Regions from separate parts of the Pan troglodytes genome. Here region 2 is linked to region 1. The links are chromatin contacts, called in public HiChIP or PLAC-seq maps. All regions are on one chromosome and are shown on one strand. The core of a region is the stretch at or near the end of the contact, and the rest is flanking DNA. Distances in the headings are between cores, read along the strand shown. Region 1 holds the start of FOXL2 (forkhead box L2). Region 2 holds the start of MRPS22 (mitochondrial ribosomal protein S22).

Region 1 (6,195 bases), core at 1,189-3,688:
AGCCCTTCCCAGGGTGCACGCATCAGGCATCCTCTTCTTCACCAGGGCTGGGGATTCTGTTCCTCTACGGGACAGTCAGAAATCAGTATTTTCAGAGCAGAACTCCTTTCTATTCTGAAAATCCTTCAGAGGAACTCCTTCATTTGCCCCCAACCCCTACACACACACACACACGCACACGCACACACACACAGGCTCTTTAAAGGCTGAAAAGGGAGCCGAGTGTGGAATTCAGGGAAGTGATGACACACACAACAATGCTGTTACACCTGGCTGCTGCAGGGCTGAGCAGCGGAAATGCCTGTGAGAAGAAGAAAGAAAGACAGAGAGACGCAGAGAGCCAGCCTGGGTGGTCAAGAAAAAAAAAAGGAGAGAAAAGGAGAGAGGAGCCCCCACTAGGATGGGGCCAGACCCAGCTGTTTTTCCCCCTGCCCAGGCCCTGGCTGGGGGAGGATAGGCACTGAGGCCAATCTGCAGCAGCCCCAAACCGGACTCACCACTCCCACCCAAAGCCTGGGCAAGGATGGGGGTAAGGAAGAAGAAAAACATCTGCACTCCTGCTCAGAAAGCAGCAGCAGGGATTCTGCGGAAGTGCTGCTTCCCCCATGTCTGTTGGGTGCAGTGGGAGACTGCCCATAAAAAAACCAAGCTACTTTGGGGATAGCCTTGCTCCCTCTCATCCTTGTGACCAGGCAAGGGCTGCCCTGCTGACCTCTCTGGTGTCATCTTCAAGATGCTGAATTCCAAAGAGCCCTACCACCCTTGTCCTCCCTCCCTTTCATCTCAGAATGCAGATCAGAGGCCTGAGTGAGCAGCAGACAACACTTGTAGATGGCCTGTGGATGCTGGAACCACAGGCCACTGAAGGCTCCTTGGGCTTCAGGAGAACCCTCAGAGTCTAAACAGCCTGGGAGGAAGAGGCAGTGACAGGCATTGAGTCAGCCACTCCAGACATGCCAATCACTAACGCACAGCTATATGACATCCATTCAGTCCACGTTCCTCCATAAGGCGGCCTTGCCCCCCTCCTCAGCACCAAGGAGTTTGGGGCTTGAGGATTCAAAACACTGGCCATCTCTCTCATACTTTATGACTGCAGACTTTTTGTTTAGGCCAAGTTAAAAGGCACTGTTAAGGAGCACACTGTTAAAAGGCACACCTGATTTTCCCTGAAACAATCTCTGTACATGCTGAAATAATTGGATTCCCATCAGAATTCTGCTCAAGGTAGGTGACAACTAACTCCTGATTCTTTGGAGAAAGATCAGAACAAATGTCTCATCAGGAGAGAGATCTGAACAAGTCCCTCCCTCAGCCTGATGTTTGTCTTCCCAGTCTGTGGCAAAATACATACACTGGGAGGGAAAGAGGCATCGAAGAATTGTGAAAGAAAGGAAGAAAGGGGGGAAGGAAAGAAGTAAGAAAGGAGAAAAAGAGAAGATGCTATATCCACCAGCTACATTTACTCTAATACTTGATGAACATATTACATAACTATCAGTATAAGTGTGTTTTACCTCGTAAATACAAATCTCACACCTTGTACATGTGCATACCTGTGTTTCTGAGCAGCACACATGCACCTGGTATCTCACCCATCTCAAGGACAGCTCCTCTCCATGACTTCCATATGTGACCCCTGCGCACACACATACACAGTCCCGCAAAGTCCCGGGCAACAGCCCCGCCTGTGTTAGTGCAATAGCTGAGGGGCATCTACTTGGTGTTGTTAAAGCACACATCCAACTTTCACTCCAACCCCGTAGGATTAGTACACGGATTCCAAGGAGGAGCCTGGTTCCTAGATCCACTGGCAACGCAGGGAGAGGCAGAGGTGATTCAGGCGGCGCCCCTGACGACTATTTCCAGAGATCCTCTCCCCAGCCCCATTCCAGCCCAGTCACTCTGAGAGCGCGAGGGACAGGCCAGGCCGAGGCTTCTTCGTACAGTCACACCCGTTTCTGGGCTGACTTTCCCAAAGCCTCAGAGCAGCTCTCCCCACCCTACCCCGTCCGGCCCCTTCGCCGTCTCGCCCCTCCCCAGCCCCGAGCTAGAAGTTCAGCCTCAAGACGGCAGCAAACGGCAGAGCAAAGGAGTCGTTTTCTTTCACCTGAAAGCCGCGAGGAGGCTTGGAGCGCCTTTCCTCGCTGGGGCCCGAGCTTCCTGGGCTTTGGCCGGGTGCGGGCAGACCCCACCGGGGTCCTCGTCATCTCCCAGCCCAGCCCGCAGAGCGAGTACCGGCAGATTTCAAGGGCGCGTGAACCTGGCTGTCGGCTGGGCCCCCGAGGCTCGCTGGGCGGGGGCAGGCCGGTCCAGGCTGTGCGGGGCGTTTACAAAAAGTGACTTGGAGATGAACTCGCCCGTGCGCGGCTGGCCGCCCCGCTATAGGGGCGAAGGCGCCTGACGCAAGCGGAACTCGGTGGAGCCCATACGAATCAGAACAGAGCGAGGCTCCTGGCGCACTAGGGACTCCAGGAGGCAGCTCCGCCAGAGACGCGGGTCGTGCTTCGGGAAACCGGGGGGCGGGGGGAGGGGAAGAGCGCAGAAAAGAAAACCCACCAAGGCGGGGACTGGCCTGAGCGGGGAGGGGCGGCGAGGCCGGAGCCCCTCTCTGTTGGGCGGACTCCCCATGGCCAGAGGCTGAGCTCCACTCCCGCCGGCCGCTCCCTAGGAGAAGGAGAGGGGAGAGCAGCGACAGGCCTCCAGCAAGCAAGCGCGGGCGGCATCCGCAGTCTCCAGAAGTTTGAGACTCGGCCGTAAGCGGACTCGTGCGCCCCAACTCTTTGCCGCGCCAGCGCCTGGAGCGGAGAGCAGAGGCGGCCCGGCCGCGGCGCGCCGGCTTTGTCATGATGGCCAGCTACCCCGAGCCCGAGGACGCGGCAGGGGCCCTGCTGGCCCCAGAGACCGGTCGCACAGTCAAGGAGCCAGAAGGGCCGCCGCCGAGCCCAGGCAAGGGCGGTGGGGGTGGCGGCGGGACAGCCCCGGAGAAGCCGGACCCGGCGCAGAAGCCCCCGTACTCGTACGTGGCGCTCATCGCCATGGCGATCCGCGAGAGCGCGGAGAAGAGGCTCACGCTGTCCGGCATCTACCAGTACATCATCGCCAAGTTCCCGTTCTACGAGAAGAATAAGAAGGGCTGGCAAAATAGCATCCGCCACAACCTCAGCCTCAACGAGTGCTTCATCAAGGTGCCGCGCGAGGGCGGCGGCGAGCGCAAGGGCAACTACTGGACGCTGGACCCGGCCTGCGAAGACATGTTCGAGAAGGGCAACTACCGGCGCCGCCGCCGCATGAAGAGGCCCTTCCGGCCGCCGCCCGCGCACTTCCAGCCCGGCAAGGGGCTCTTCGGGGCCGGAGGCGCCGCAGGCGGGTGCGGCGTGGCGGGCGCCGCGGCCGACGGCTACGGCTACCTGGCGCCCCCCAAGTACCTGCAGTCTGGCTTCCTCAACAACTCGTGGCCGCTACCGCAGCCTCCCTCACCCATGCCCTATGCCTCCTGCCAGATGGCGGCGGCCGCAGCGGCTGCAGCAGCTGCGGCTGCAGCCGCGGGCCCCGGTAGCCCTGGCGCGGCCGCTGTGGTCAAGGGGCTGGCGGGCCCGGCCGCCTCGTACGGGCCGTACACACGCGTGCAGAGCATGGCGCTGCCCCCCGGCGTAGTGAACTCGTACAACGGCCTGGGAGGCCCGCCGGCCGCACCCCCGCCTCCGCCGCACCCCCACCCGCATCCGCACGCACACCATCTGCACGCGGCCGCCGCACCGCCGCCTGCCCCACCGCACCACGGGGCCGCCGCGCCGCCGCCGGGCCAGCTCAGCCCTGCCAGCCCAGCCACCGCCGCGCCCCCGGCGCCCGCGCCCACCAGTGCGCCGGGCCTGCAGTTCGCTTGTGCCCGGCAGCCCGAGCTCGCCATGATGCATTGCTCTTACTGGGACCACGACAGCAAGACCGGCGCGCTGCATTCGCGCCTCGATCTCTGAGAGCCCACCGCATGCCGGTGCAGACGGATGCGAGGATGCAGGGACGCGCGACGCCGGCCCCGGTCGCAGCCGACGACGCCGCCGCCAGCCTGACCTCACACCCTCTGGGCCCGCCTCTGGAGCCAGCGCCCAGGGTCCCTCTGTGCTTTTTCGCTTTCCTAAGCTCCTGTCGCTCCTCTTTGTCCCCTCAGTTTATGTCCTCCAGTGCTCACCTCCCTGACCTCTGTGACCTTGCACTCCCCTGGCCTGAAGCTGCCTCTCTGCGCGCTTTCTACTGGGCTCGTCTCTTTCCGGAGCCCCAGCGTCTCCTGCCCAGATTCACCGCGGAAAGGGCCCGGGGCCGAGGTGCGACCGGGCGTCGGCAGCGCAGACCTCTTGGCCTTCTCTCACAGGTCGGTGCGCTCGCTCTCCGCGTTCCCCGCCCGACTGCCGTGCAGTCCATGGCTAGACGCGCCGGACAGGACTGATGGCGGGACCGCGCTGCCCGAGAAAGGGACGGACCAATACGTGTGTTTGCTCCGCGAACCCTCTTGAAGCTGTTCAGAAGCCGCTTGCCGCGGGGCCCACTAGGCGGGGCGGGGGTTGGGATCCAGCGGGAGCCGGGGCAGCCTGGCTCCACGGCCTGTACTCGGTTTACACCGCGGGCCGGCGCGGAGGGAGGCTGCGTTTCCTCCGCTATCAGTCCCGTCGCTTCGGGCACCTCCGGGCCCCGGCTGCTGGCTAATGTTTTGTTTGAAAGATCGGTGGAACTTTTTAAGAGAGTATTTAAAAAAAAAAAAAAAAAGGAAAAAAAATTCACCGGGCAACCGGGGAAGTATTGTGGCCTTGGAGTTTGCTAAATCCAAATATGAAAATCAAAAGCTTTAGTATTCCTCATCTTCTCTTCTGGAAGATTTGCGTTAGAGTTTTTGTTGGGCCTTCAAAAAGCTGTGTTCAGAGTTGGGAGAATATATCCAATAAAAGATGGTTTCGTCTACCAATTGGGGAAGTTTCACCCTCTCCCTATCTGAAGAAAAAAATCAAAAACAAATGTCCCCGGATCTTTCGATGCAAGTCCTGGAGGCAGGGAGATCACTGCCTGCCTGGCCCACGCTGCTGGGACGGCTCGTCCTCCCTGCTTTTTGTTTTTCAAACCTCCTGCTTCTCCCACCTTGGGAAGGAGAAATGTGAAACCCGGCAGCGGCCGACCTAGGCGGTCTTGTGGCCCGGAGCCGGCCCGGCCCGAAAACCATAGACCTGGTTGTACTGTAGCTTGTTGTTTGGGGGACCAAATTTTCTAGAGAGAACTAGAGCACTTTTGTTGTGTTTTTTTGTTTTGTTTTTGTTTTTTGCCTTGTCGATTCCCGAATAAATTTTGTGTTCCTTCTTTTAACACGGACTTCTTTATTTCTGTCGCTCCTTAGTTCAGCAGCTAGTTAAAAGAGGAAGATTTTCAGCAAAATTTTATCTTTTTCAGAATGAGTTAAACAAAGATTGAGAGCAACCGGGGTGGCAGGCGTTTGTGGCTGTCGCTGCTGCTTTGTTTTCCTGGGGATTGTTTGTTTTCTGTGTCATCACTGGCCCGTTGCGGCTGTTTAACGTCAGCAGAAAGACTTTTTCTGCCGTGGTTCGTTCACAAGGCGCGACTGTAGGTAGGACTTGGTTTATTTTTGTACCTATTCAAGTTTGTATTCTACCGCATACACAGTTGTACTAGGTGTATGGGCTGGCTGTGTTTTTATTATTGTTCTCAAACTTTTCGATTTTGAGTCAACTATAACAGCCAAGAGTTTGTTCCAAACATTAATAGATAAAATTCTGGTTGTGGAAATGCGCTGCAAACTGCTAACCTCTGTACAAATGTGAGAAGTGACTGCTTTATTATTTTTAATAGTCAGAATTCATTTACCTTGAGATATGGGTAGAAGATTTGGAGGTTTCAGTAAGGATTGAACATACTTCGCGGCTGCAGAAATTTAGTCTTTTTTCTTTCTCTCTCTTCCTGTACTGAGATCCCCAAATAACGAATTAAGATCCATGCTTCCGCGCAGGCACACAGGCGTTTGACCTGGTTGCAGTCTGGTTCTCCCAGGCGGATTAGGGGGTGGTCGGCTTTCACTCTTCTGATGGGATAGATGACTTCCGACTTCTGATAGGATAGATCCGCCGGTTCTTGCGGGCTGCTGCTCAGCTGAGACCAGACCCCGCACCCAGCCGTGTGTCCCTCACTGCCCCCCTC
Region 2 (6,042 bases), core at 51-2,550, 400 kb before region 1:
CTCCACCGAGCAACCAGAGTAATCTCTTTAAAATGTAATCAAGATTACTCCCAAGCTTAAAATTCACGAATGGCTTCCAACCTCATTTAGAAAAAAAGTTAAGGTGGTCTGCTTACTTACACTATGTCTGTCACTAAGTGATGTGCTCTATGAAGACCAGACCTTGTCTTATATTCATCTCTGGCACCCAGGGTTCCTCAGGGTATCCAGCACACAGCAAGTGCTCAGCACTACTCTCTCCTCAGTCTCACCCATTCACTCACCTTTAGTTACCATTTTTACTCCGATGTTCCTCACTTTATATTTAACTGCATACTGAACAGTTGACTCTTGCAGTCACCTCAAATTTAATGTGTCCCAAATAGGTTTAATTCCGCCTCCTTTCCCATCTCCTGATCTCATCTACTCCTGCACTACCCCCGCCCCCAAAATAACGGTTCCAACAATTAATTAATCTTCTTCATCTTGGTGTAAATGGGTCAACCCTCTATTCCAGTCAGAAACTTAAGAAACAATCTTAATTTGTCCCTTTAAACTCATACCCAAAGCCTTAATCAAGCCTTATCAATCCTATCTCCAAAATGGGTTCCCAAATATCTGTGCTCAGTCTCATTTCTGGACATCTGCTACTGTCCCTATGCTTGAGAAGCTTCTTGCTTTCTCCTTAGCATGGCTAACCAGATCTCAGCTTTAGTCATATTTGCCAGGAACCCTTCCCTGACCTTCCAATCCAGTTTGAGTGCCTCTCCCGTGTGCGTCCCCTATAACAACCCAGGTCACACTGCACTGCCAATTCCCCATGGACATGAGTTCCCACAGGGAAATTTCTGTGTCAGTCTTAGTTTGCTATATCCTACAGAGCTTAGCACAGTGCTCTGCAAGGAGCGGAACTCAGGCACTGTAGCTGAGTGAGTGAACGAATGAACAGATATGCAGGTGATGACAAACTCTACAGGTACAGAAGGAAGACAGCTGAATCTGAGGAAGCGCTAGGATACGTGTCGCGGGGGCTATCGCGTGGTTTTCGCCTGCCAGAAACAGGATCTACGTCTCCCAGAAGAACGCCCCAGCGAAAGTCCGGAAGGTCACTTACCGGCCTCGGAGCTGAACCGGCGGCGTGGCAGCCCCATCTCGAAAGAGCAAGGTAGCGGTTGGAGCAGGCCACTGTGCCAGGGCTGGATTCGAGCCCGGAAACGGACCCGTTCCACGCCCGGAGAACTCCTCAAGAGGCTCCACAGCAATACAGTTGTTCTGAGGGGCGCCATGATTCAGAGGCCACTTGCGCCGGAAGTGGTTGGGAGGGATTTCCGAGTCACGCCCAGTTCTTGCAGCACTCTGGGAAATGTAGTCTAGTTAAAGACGGAAAGGGCCGGAAGTCTTCCGGGCCCTCATAGATTGTTTCTTCTAAACTACTTATTCACAAGTAGACGGTGTTTATGTCCTTCCCTATGCATAAAGTTAAAACTTACACCTTTTTCCCTATATGCTCTTTTTCCTACCCGTTTCCATCGTTCTAAATAACAAATTTCCGGCCAGGCGCCTGTAATCCCAGCAGTTTGGGAGGCCAAGGCGGGCGGATCACCTGGGGTCAGGAGTTCGAGATCAGCCTGGCCAACATGGTGAAACCCCCGTCTCTACTAAAAATATAAAAATTAGCCAAGCATGGTGGCGGGCGCCTGTACCAGGAGAATCGCTTGAACCCAGGAGGCAAAGGTTGCATTGAGCCAAGATCGTGCCATTGCACTCCAGCCTGAGCAACAAAGCAAGACTCCATCTCAAATAAACAAACAAACAAACACTCTAGCCTGGGTGACAGAGTGAGACTCTGTCTCAAATAAATACATAATTTATGTATTCCACTTCCTGCCCAAACCTTCTCCCCCATCCTCAGGTTTAAATCCAACTACTTCTTAAATTTCTCCATCCATACTGCTCACATGCACCCTAAATCTAACTCCTGACTCCAAGCCCTGATTACCACCACCACCACTGCCACTGCCAATTCATACACCTGATTCTCTGTCTCAACACTTATTCCTTTCCTTTATAGCCCATTTTATAATCTGTTATTTTGCTCTTTATCTGCTTATTTCTGTTTCTCACCCCATGAAGACAGTGACTCTACATATTTTATTGCAATATCACCTAGCCTAGTACATCTACGTGCACAGCAAACTTTTGTTGAATAAATGAATGAATGATTAAATGATTCTTTACATTTTTTCCAACTATCCAGGATGTGCAGGTCTTATCCTTCTCTAGACTATAGATTGGTGCCTGTGCTAAGCACTTATCCCAAGGCCTGGCAAAACAGGCTGTTAGTAAACTCTTGTTTGACTTAGCTGGATGAATAGACTCACCTTCCAGCCTCACCTATTTTCCCCCAACTTAGCATTAATATTAACAGTGCTGTTTATGAACTCATTCCCTATTTGGGAGGGGAAGGGAGAGCACTAGGCTTGGTGCCTATTTAGGCAAGTCTGCTGCCCTGCACTTCCCAATGCTTACACCTACATGATAGCAGGTGTCAGAGACTAGTGGCAGGACGAATGCAGGTGTCTCCCAGCCCATGCCTTTTCTCTGAAAATGAACCCTCTACTTTCTTCCCATAGCTGAGAGAGCAGGCCTCAGTGGCTATGTTTTTCCTGTAAACATCCTCCTGGACACAGCTGATTGGACACTTAGTGCAGGATGAATGAATCCATTGGCTGCTGTATTAGCATTAGTTTCCTGTGGCTGCTATAACAAACTACCACAAATATTATGGTTTAAAATAACAAAAATGTATTCTTTCACAATTCCGCATGAGAAATCTGAAATCAATATTACTGAGCTGAAATCAAGGGAGCTCTGCTCCCCTTAGAGTCTATCTCTGGAGAAGAATCTGCCCCTTGTCTCTTCCAGTTTCTGATGACTGTAAACATTCCTTTGCTTGTGGCTGCATCATTTCAATCTCTGCCTCCATCTTCACATCAGCTTCTCTTCTTCTATTTGTGCCAAATCTTCCTCTGTTTTCTTCTTATAAGGATGTATGTGATTGCATAATCACTGACCCACCCTGATAATCCAACATAATCCCCATTTTAAAATCTTTAACTTAATCACATCTGCAAAGACCATGTTTCCATATAAGGTAACATCCACAAGTTCCATGGATTAGAGTGCAGTTATACTTGGGAGGAAGTATGGGGGCATTCTTCAGCCTACCCCAGATGACCAGGCACCAAGCAGATTTTTTCTCAATAATTCAAACTATGAGACATAGAATAGTCGACGGTGGAAGCTTGAAGTGAATAACTAAGTATTTAGGGTTTGGGCTGAAGCAGCCTTTTTCAGCAATGTGCTCACTGATGAGTGAGCAGGGAAAAGCCACTCTGCAGAGAGAGGCAGGAAAATGGAGCAGATCCTCAGAAGCAGAGATGGGAGAATATGTATGGAGAGAGATGGAGAAAGGTGGTGTCTTGGCCAGAGAGCTTCCCACTTTCCTTTCAGTGACCTCTTTTACTTGGGGTACAGTGAGTTTTACTGATATGGAGTAACGAAGATTCCTGGTTTAAGCTATAACCTCAGGCAGATGCCCACATCTTTCAGAGCCCCAGTACCTCACCTGCAAAATGGGCATAATGACAATACTTATCTTGCAGACTTTGAGAATAAAGTACTTTCAGGATCTGATGTCTGGTGTTTCATAAAGATGTTGTGAGAAGGTTGTGTGGTGGCAAGTCAATTACTTTCTTTTATTCTTTTCCTTTTTTTTTTCTTTTGAGACAGGGTCTTTCTTACTTTGTCACCATGGCTGAAGTGCAGTAGCCTGATCTCAGCTCACTGCAAACTCTGCCTCCTGGGCTCAAGCAATCCTCCCACCTTAGCCTCCCAAGTAGCTAGGACTACAGGTGCACACCACCATGCCCAGCTAATTTTTGTGTTGTCCAGGCTGGTCTTGAACTCCTGGGCTCAAGTGATCTGCCCGCCTCAGCCTACCAAAGTGCTGGAATTGCAGGCATGAGCCATGGCACCCAAGTCAGTTACTTTCTGAGGATAGTATTCAGAAGTACTCTGGTTGCAAGAAACAAATCTTTCCTGAGTAAAACTGAAATGGGAGTAATTGGAAGGATACTGAATATCTCACAGAATTCAAGAAAAAGCTCAACAGCCAAGCCTCAGGAAGGACTTGAAAGATGGCAGCTCCAAGAACCCCAGAGGCAGGAACTCAAGAGATCTCTCCAGGAGGTTGCGGTCCTAATGGCTTGGTTCCAACTCCCTGCCTTCCGTCTAATCTAAGTTCCTGGTGAGAGAGGCTGATTGGCCTGGGTGGGGTTCTGTTCACCACTGGGGGTTGGGGAGGGTTGGCCCTCTGACTGACAGTCCCAAGGCTATCTGGCTGCAGCTACTGTTAGGATTCATTAGGTCATATCTTCACCAGCTCTGTGGAGCAAGCATGGTTTTCTATTATTTGTAAAACAAAAGTATAGTGATGCCTCAGTGGGGAGTGCCTTATCCCACTCTCAGTGATTTAACAGGGTCTGGACTTCTGTTTTTTAAAAAGATATATTTTATCCTAAGTTTTTAGAAGTCAAGATGGGGTTAGGGGATAAAAGTCAGGGAGAGGAATGGAGAGAGGAAGAACAGAGCCTAAGGAAGAAAGGCGACAGTCTGGACAATGCAAGAACCCCTGCGGTCTCCAGCAACCACACGCATGTGACTTCTGTAAGTCTTCAATTCCCTATCCTTGAGGCCTCCCAAAAGGTCCACATCCACCCCACTTTTGACTTCACCCAGAGTTTTTATTCTTCTGCCCCCTATTCAAAGTCCAAACCTCTTACATGTTCCTACAGAGACACAAATTCCATGGCCGAAATTCCCCTTTGTGTGCTAGAAGGGACTGGTAGCAAGGAAAAAAGCAAAGATCCAGTAATGAGAAGGGACAAGTGATGTTGTGGATCCCTGAGGAAGCTTCAGGGGATGAAGATTCTAAGTGGAGGCATTGGTAGTAGATGCAAAGGAGCCTTTGCACCAGTAGGCCAGGAGTTAAGGATGGTTAGAGTGGATACGTTTTGGGGAGAGAATCAGAGAGCCTTCCTGCCTCTCTGTCCCTCTTTTTCTGAGCACTGGAAAGCAAAATCATTGGTCAAGAAGAGGTACAGTTGTGTTGGGAGCTACAGGAATGAGCAGTTTGAAGTATCTGCTGGGGCTGGGCACATGGCTGGGATGCAGCCCGCTGAGCAGTGGGACAGTCAGTAGCAGTGCAGAAGAGGAGATAATTCCAGAGAAAGAGGGGAAACATTAGAAGACATTCCTGGAAGCCTGTGTGAGGGTGTGCCTGAGCAAAAAAACCTTGAACAATGGTAGGAATGGTTGAAGATGTGATGGCCCAAGCCCCTTCCCTCTCACTCAGAGTGCACTGTCTTCTCATCAGCCCTGTTAGTCTTCATGGCAAATTAGTGAGGCAGACAGGGCAGGCACTGATATTCCCATCTTTTATATGCATAAACTGAGGCTCTGAAGTTATGGGTCTTGCGCATGACCACCCAATTTATTCCATGCAGTGACAAGGCTGAACTCTGAGGTACCTGGCAGCTCTTATGGTGGAAAAGCTCTGTTCCACATGTGTTCTATGGGGTGAAGAAAAACGTCGACACTCCAGAAATTACATAGACTGACTTCTGAGCCAGAATATGGCCCAAAAGAGAGAAGGAGGGAGACTGTCCTCCACCACAAGACAGTGGGGGCAGATGAGTCAGTTCCTCTAACCCTGGAGTTATCAGTTTATCTCCAATTTTCCACGTGACACTCTGTCCTTTTTCTTCTGATAGCATCCACTGAACTACAGTTCTACACCAAACTGAACACTTCAAACAGAAAATGATTGCCAGGGGCCAAGGCTACATCAGTCTGTGATGACAGACAGACCCTCTGTCCTATAGCACAGGGACATAAATGTCAAAGGCACTAAGGCTGGCTGCTACTTGCCACCCCAGCTGCCCCCACAGGGACTTGGGCCCAGAGCAGTGGCCCCATGACACAGTGATCATGCATATGTTT

What was found. HiChIP or PLAC-seq counts read pairs in DNA pulled down with a chosen protein or histone mark.
Region 2: an H3K4me3 HiChIP or PLAC-seq map of stem cell-derived excitatory neurons shows a contact between it and region 1, with 4 times the contacts expected there. The contact joins the promoter of MRPS22 here to the promoter of FOXL2 in region 1. A contact is called at or near these places in 2 of 7 Hi-C or Micro-C datasets (blood and stem cell-derived neural progenitor cells), 1 of 1 datasets of contacts at active chromatin or transcription factors (stem cell-derived excitatory neurons) and 1 of 1 other capture datasets (stem cell-derived neural stem cells).

What each region holds. Positions count from the first base shown.
Region 1 is chr2:142,155,167-142,161,361 of NHGRI_mPanTro3-v2.0_pri, reverse strand. FOXL2 (forkhead box L2) reads left to right here and starts at 2,438. Exons shown (of 1, transcript XM_526323.7): 1 at 2,438-5,349. The coding sequence starts at 2,847. The coding sequence ends at 3,977. FOXL2NB (FOXL2 neighbor) reads right to left here and starts at 2,307. Exons shown (of 3, transcript XM_001157420.7): 1 at 2,111-2,307; 2 at 1-56. The coding sequence starts at 2,210.
Region 2 is chr2:142,551,776-142,557,817 of NHGRI_mPanTro3-v2.0_pri, reverse strand. It overlaps MRPS22 (mitochondrial ribosomal protein S22), which reads right to left and starts at 1,300. Exons shown (of 8, transcript XM_016942051.4): 1 at 1,094-1,300. The coding sequence starts at 1,265.